Regions from separate parts of the Ovis aries genome. Here region 1 is linked to region 2. Evidence: chromatin contacts called from public Hi-C data. All regions are on one chromosome and are shown on one strand. Each heading gives the region's core, a stretch centred on a gene start, on an enhancer-like site or on the middle of the called end of the contact. The rest is flanking DNA. Distances are from core to core; before and after follow the strand shown. Region 1 has its middle 28 kb from the start of SMIM3. Region 2 has its middle 73 kb from the start of SYNPO.

What was found. A called contact is a pair of places that touch in the nucleus more often than the background predicts.
Region 1: a contact with region 2 is called in a Hi-C map of retroperitoneal adipose tissue, with 4 times the contacts expected there. The contact joins two enhancer-like sites. A contact is called at or near these places in 11 of 16 Hi-C or Micro-C datasets (blood, liver, mesenteric adipose tissue and 5 more).

What each region holds. Positions count from the first base shown.
Region 1 is chr5:59,930,391-59,933,320 of ARS-UI_Ramb_v3.0, forward strand. No RefSeq gene overlaps it. Among named protein-coding and RNA genes, the nearest start is that of SMIM3, 28 kb to the left of the region's middle. Within about 2 kb of position 1,436, at least 6 of the 54 cell types and tissues checked have an H3K27ac peak or open chromatin away from gene starts, as enhancers often do.
Region 2 is chr5:59,664,836-59,668,075 of ARS-UI_Ramb_v3.0, forward strand. No RefSeq gene overlaps it. Among named protein-coding and RNA genes, the nearest start is that of SYNPO, 73 kb to the right of the region's middle. Within about 2 kb of position 1,811, at least 30 of the 54 cell types and tissues checked have an H3K27ac peak or open chromatin away from gene starts, as enhancers often do.

The DNA of each region.
Region 1 (2,930 bases), core at 186-2,685, 270 kb after region 2:
CATGCTTTAATTTCTCTTGGATAAATGCCTGAGTAGAACTGTTTGGTCATAGGGTAAGATGTAAATTTAATTATATAACCAACCGCCAGGCAGATCTTCAAGGTGGCTGTACATTTTATACTCCTACCAGCAATGTATGAGAGTTCCAACAGAGTTACATCCTTGTCAGCATTTGGTGTAGTCATTTTTTTAGCCATTGATTTTATCATTTCTGTGAAATGAGATATCACTGTGGTTTTAATTTGCATTTCTCCATTGACTGAAAATACTGAGCACTTTTTTATAAGTTTATTAAACTACTGTTCTTTTCTGAAGTATCTGTTCAATAGTTCAAGTTTTTTGGTTATTTTTAAATATTGGGCTTTTTGTGGATTTCTAGGTATTCTTTATATAGTCTCATGCAAGTTCTTTGTTGCTACAGGTTTTGCAAATATTTTCTCTCAGCCTTGTCTTGTGGCTTGTCTTTTAATTTTTGAATGGTGCTTTGATTAGCAGACTTCTATTGGAGAAGGAAATGGCAACCCAATCCAGTATTCTTGCCTGAAGAATCCCAGGGACAGAGGAGCCTGGTGGGCTGCCATCTATGTGGCTGCACAGAGTCAGACACGACTGATGCAACTTAGCAGCAGCAGCAGCTAATTCTGATAAAACCTAACAGAATAATTATTTTATGGTTCATGCTTCTTGTGTTCTGTCCAAGAAATCCTTCTCTATCCCACGGCTATGAAACTATTCTGCTGTATTTCCTTTTAGAGGGTTTATGGTCATGGTTTTCCACTGAGGTCTATGATCCATCTCAAATTATATTAATACCTTGAAGCCAAGTGGCATAAATCTTCCCAACTTCTTTTTCAAAACTGTTTTGGCTTTTCTACATTTTTTGCATTTTTATATAAAATTAGGAGTCCACACACGAGAAATCCCAGCTAGTATTTGGTTGGGGTTACACTTAGCCCTGCTCTCCTCCCTGGTTCCTCTCATGCCATGTAGGATGAACAAAGCCCTCTGCTTCCAGCAACTGAAGTCTGGATTCTTACAGCTGGTGGCTTTTTTCCCTTTTGTGTCGGTTGAGAATAGTTTCACTGAATAGAAATTATTTAAGCAATACCCATATCAGGCCTGTAATGTTTATCAATAAGTGAATGTCTGTTTGAATGGACTGGTTTTCTTCATTGTGCTTGGAGAAGATCCAGACGAAACATGTTATCCCCACCCTAATAACTCTAAGTGTCCTTAGACTTCTGTGTATCAAATTGAAACTCCAAACTGAAGATACAGACGTTCCATGCTGCTCCTGGTCTTTTCCCGGAGCTCTCACTGCAGCTTAGTGCTTTATCAGGAGGACATCTGCGAGCTCCTGGGCCCAGCACTGGAAGGTGCTTCAGGGCTGTCCCTGCCATTGAGAGTCTAGGCCCAAGTACACTGTATTTGGCAGCAGTAGGTGCTGGAGGTTTTCTGTTCTATGGACCAAAGTTCAAGCCACTCCTCATTCTTCCTCCTGTGGAGGTGGGAGGAATTGCTTTTCTCTTTGTATTTCTTGCTGGGTGTATCCAGCCACTTAGGTCTAGAGAGGCTGCCTGAAAAGTGGCAGGTTGTGGAGTCATCTCCCGAAGTCTTGAAGCTCAGCCCTGCAACTTGTAATCCTTCACCTTCAGGACCCTGAGACAGCTTCCAGCAGAGGGGTGCTGCTGTTTTTGTCTGGAGACAGAATAAGTTCATTGACTCCTATATGATGACCTCTGAGAGTAGCCTTTTTCACAAATCCCTCTCATGTGCGGAGCTTTGGGATACTGAATTTTTCTGGGGGGAGGGCACACTTATACTAAAGATCCTTGACCAGTCCCTGAACCAAGAAGAAATGATGACCATTAAGGAGTTGAAGAAATTATTTCAGCCAGGCCTATCATTTCTTACAAGCACATAAAGTTACTTTTTTGTGAATTTCTGTGAACTAAAGTTTCAATACTGTGAATAATAACACAACCCAAAGAGATCTCAATTGCAGTATATTCATCAGATATGATCAGATGGTGAATGTCCAGCTACTGATGGGAAGGTGGGGGACAGGAGTCCTCAGTCACTGATGACACACACTGGGCTCTCAAAACATGAGTTAATTCAATTACAACTGGACTCCCAGAAAACAGAAGCTGAGAGGACTCTGCACAATGTTTAGCTCAAAGAGAGGTTGGGATGAATCTCGCTCTGATCAGGAAGAGTGCAGTAATTAAAACTGGTGGAGGCAGGAGACTAGCCTCTGAATGCAGGCAGTCAAGGGGGAGGAGGCGGGCAGAGTGGTGGGCAAGGCCGCAAAGGGAGGGGGGACTGCCTCGTAGCTGCAGATCACCCCTTAGTTCTGCTTCAACACACACTTTGTCAGTATGTCTGTAAATGCCCCCTATTGTCATTATCTCCATTTCTTCCAACACTTCAGTTTTTCTTTAATTATATCTCTAATTCTCATTTTTTCATTTAACTCCTGAATTTTTGGATTTGCTAAGTTATGGTTTTTCAACTCATGTTCAGTGTGATTTAGTAGTTGAAAACATTGACCTTGAACCAGATGGCCTTGCTTTCATCCACAGGCTATTGCAGCTATTAGCTGTGATCCCTGGGCAACTCTCTGGGCCTCAGTTTCATCATCTGTAAGATTAAAATGATGATATTAATAGTATGAACCTCTAAATGGTATATGTGAATACCAAATAAGGTATATACATAAAGAGATTTAGAAGAATAATTGTTTCTATATAAGTGTTTGTGATTATTATTACATTACTTGTTATCTAGAAACTCAAATAGTTCTGATTGTATTATTATTTTGTTTGGGAACTGCAAAGAATGCCTATCCATTTGTCAGTCATCTTTATGCAAAGGAAGTACCCCAGGATAGCAATCTTGGTTGTGGTGTTGAAACAGTAGTAGCTGGA
Region 2 (3,240 bases), core at 561-3,060:
GTCCATCCAGAGCATTGGCTAAATAGCCACTGCTATGGCCACATGCTGGAACATGGTGATGGAGGAGAGAATGAATAGCTCAGGCCCCAGGTCCCCATCCAGGGAAATTTGAAGAATGTGACCATCTGTGGAAAGAGGTTGCCACACAGCTAAGTACACGTACATGCTCTGCTGGCTCCGACTACTTAGGCCATTCTGCACTGTTTTTCCTGGCAATGTAGCTAGCTCGCTCTCACACTGAGCTGATAACTGGCTACTTCTGAGGGAGAAGGAAATGGGGAGGGGGAAGCTTTCAAAGGGGGCTTCAGCTTTGTCCCAAGTATTCTACTAAAAAGAGAGATGTATGTATCATTTGTGGAATGAAAATGTCATAAAGGGGACTTTAAGAAACAGAAATGGGCAAAGCAGAAAATGAAGTCCAGAGAGCAGGACTGTTGTGGGATGCTCACCGTAAAAACAGCCCTGCTGCTCTCCCAGCCCACAGGCACCCAACACGCAGGGCCAGAGGCGGCCCTGGCTGTGGGGGGAATTCTTGCCTTGCTGCAGGAATCCTGAGCACCTGTCAGGCTCCTGACCTGGGGATCCTGACTCGCTGTGTGACTGTGGGTGACTCGGCTCCACATGCTCACACTAGGGAGTTGGAGTGAACATCAGTGTTGGGACAAACCCAGCCTAGCACCTGTGAAATTCATAACGTGAATCTACCCAAGAAGCAGCAGCTGCACATCCGTATTGAGGGACATTTTTGCAAAATAACTGGCCTGAACTCTCAAAATGGTTGAGGTCATGGAAGGTCAAGAAAGGCTAAGAAATGGTTCAAGGAGATTAAAGGATGCTAAAGATACTAAAGAGCCTTGGCAAATCAACCATCATTTATAATCCAGGAGAGTTCCTAGACTAGGAAAAGAGTTACTTGTAAAGAACACCATACTAACAGTTGGCAAAATGTGAATATTTTTTGTGTGGACTGGATAATACTATTTATTATACTGTTATGTAAGAGTATATCTTTGTTTTTAAGTAGTACATGCTGAAATATTGATGGGTAAAAGGGAAGAAATAAAGCTGAATTTTGACCCCTGCGTTTTCTCTAATGGGTCAAATTTATCTGGCACAGTTCAGACCGTGTCCACCAGGGGACACTGTCGCCCCACCCTCTGACAAACTAGAGTTGGTTTGAACCTCCTCTGGGAAGACTGGGCTGGTGATCAATGGTGGTGAGGTAATGAGACTATAAATAATTCAACGACAGGATTAATTAAAAACTTTCTCAGTCTGTCAGGGAGGCCTTCTGCTCGTCAAGTGCGCTCTCTCTAATCCTTGCCACAACCCTCTGAGGTAGGTATTATCCTTACTCCCACTATGTAAATGAGGAGTCTGAGATTCGGAGGGGTTGAATCATTCTGCCAGGATCACAGAGCTGGGAGTCCTTGGTCTGTGAGATTCCACTGCCTTGAGCCCCCCGGGTGGTCCTGCCTCCTGTCATGAGTCAGACTGGGGAGAACGCACTGAGCCTGCCCCTGCCCGTCTATAGGCTGAGCACTTAAAAGTGTGTGTGTGTTCCACCCATGAGTATAAAGCAAGCACAACACCGCCTACAGTGAGACCTAAGTCCAGCTCTAAACAGCAGCCCCACCCCCCTGACCTCTAACCCACCCCAACCCGCACCTCTCCAAGGGAACGACTACCACCAGTGTCTCTGGATCTTTCCGGAAATTATTTTTCAAATGTGACAGCTCAGTACACGCACATCCTCTGCTGGCTTGCCCTGCTCATGCACGCTCTGCACGGTGCTTCTTCCCTGGTACTGGACACTGTGTGGCAGGTTTTGCTGCTTTCTCAGCAGTGGATGGAGACTCTGGTATAGGCACGGAGGGGGCTCCACTCTATCAAACGTTTGGAGGAGGAGGGAGGGAGGGATAAGCTGGAGCTTAAGTTCTCTAGGAGCTGTTCCCCGTTCTAGGGAGCTGTCCCTTGGGAAGGGAAGAGGCTGTGTAGCATAGTTGCTGAAATATGCACAGATAGCAGACCTGATTTCAAATAGGTCCACACTGGTTTTGTGACCTTGGGCAAGTACCTTATGTCCCCGAGGCTGTCTTATTGGTAAAATGGGAACAGTGATGGGTGGCAGGTGCCAGGGCTGCTGTGAGGAGTAAGGCCTGCTCCACACTGAGCACTCGGTAAAGACTGATCCAGTTCTAGGCACCCGACTTTGGCGGCTCCCATGCCTTGGCCTGGGTCTGGCACTGCCACCTTTGTCCTGAGGCTGAGAAGGATGGGGCTGAAGAGCCAAGAGGAACGCCCAACGGGAAAACTCATCACGTGTGATTGTTCTCTCTGGGACCCCTGAAATCAAATCGGTTAGGTGATCTAGGACACTGAGAATGACCCCTCAAAATATACATCCCCTCAAGTACCAACTTCCCAGAAATGCAAAGGATCATAAAAGAATACTATGAACTGCATGTCAACAAATAGATGAAATGAGCAAATTCCTAGGACTACCCAAGCTACCAAAACTGACTCAAGAAGAAAGAGAAAATCCGGATAGAACTGCAGGTCTAGAGACTGGACTTCCCTGGCGGTCCAGTGGCTAAGAATCCGCCTGGCAATGCAGGGGACACGGGTTCAGTCCCTGGTCCAGGAAGATTCCACATGCTGCAGGACAACTAAGCTCACATACCACGACTAATAAGCCCATGGCCCCGGAGCCCACGCTCTGCAACCAGAGGAGCCCCAGCAGCGAGAAGCCCGCAGCGAGCTTCTGGAAAACTGCAACATCCACTCCCAATAAAAACTCTCCAGAAAGCGGGCGTTAGGGAACCTACCTAAACACGATAAAGGACATTACCAAAAATGCACAGCTAACGGCATTCTCAGTGGTGAAAAGCTGAGCGTTTCCTCTGAGACCAGGAACAAGACAAGGATGTCTTGCCACTCATACAACATAGTTTTGGAAGTCCTCACCACAGCAGTCAGAGAAGAAAAAAGGAATTCAAACTGTAAAAAAACTGTCCCTGTTTGCAGATGACAGGATATTATATGTAGAAAATCGTAAAGATAGTACCAGGAAACTGTTAGAGTATCAGTAAAGTCAGTAAAGTTGCAGGATACAAAATTAATACAGAAATCTCTTACATTCCTATACACTAATGATGAAAGAACAGAGGGAGGGAGACATTAAGGAAACAATTTTGTTAACCATCACATCAAAAAGAATAAAATAATGCCATTTGCAGG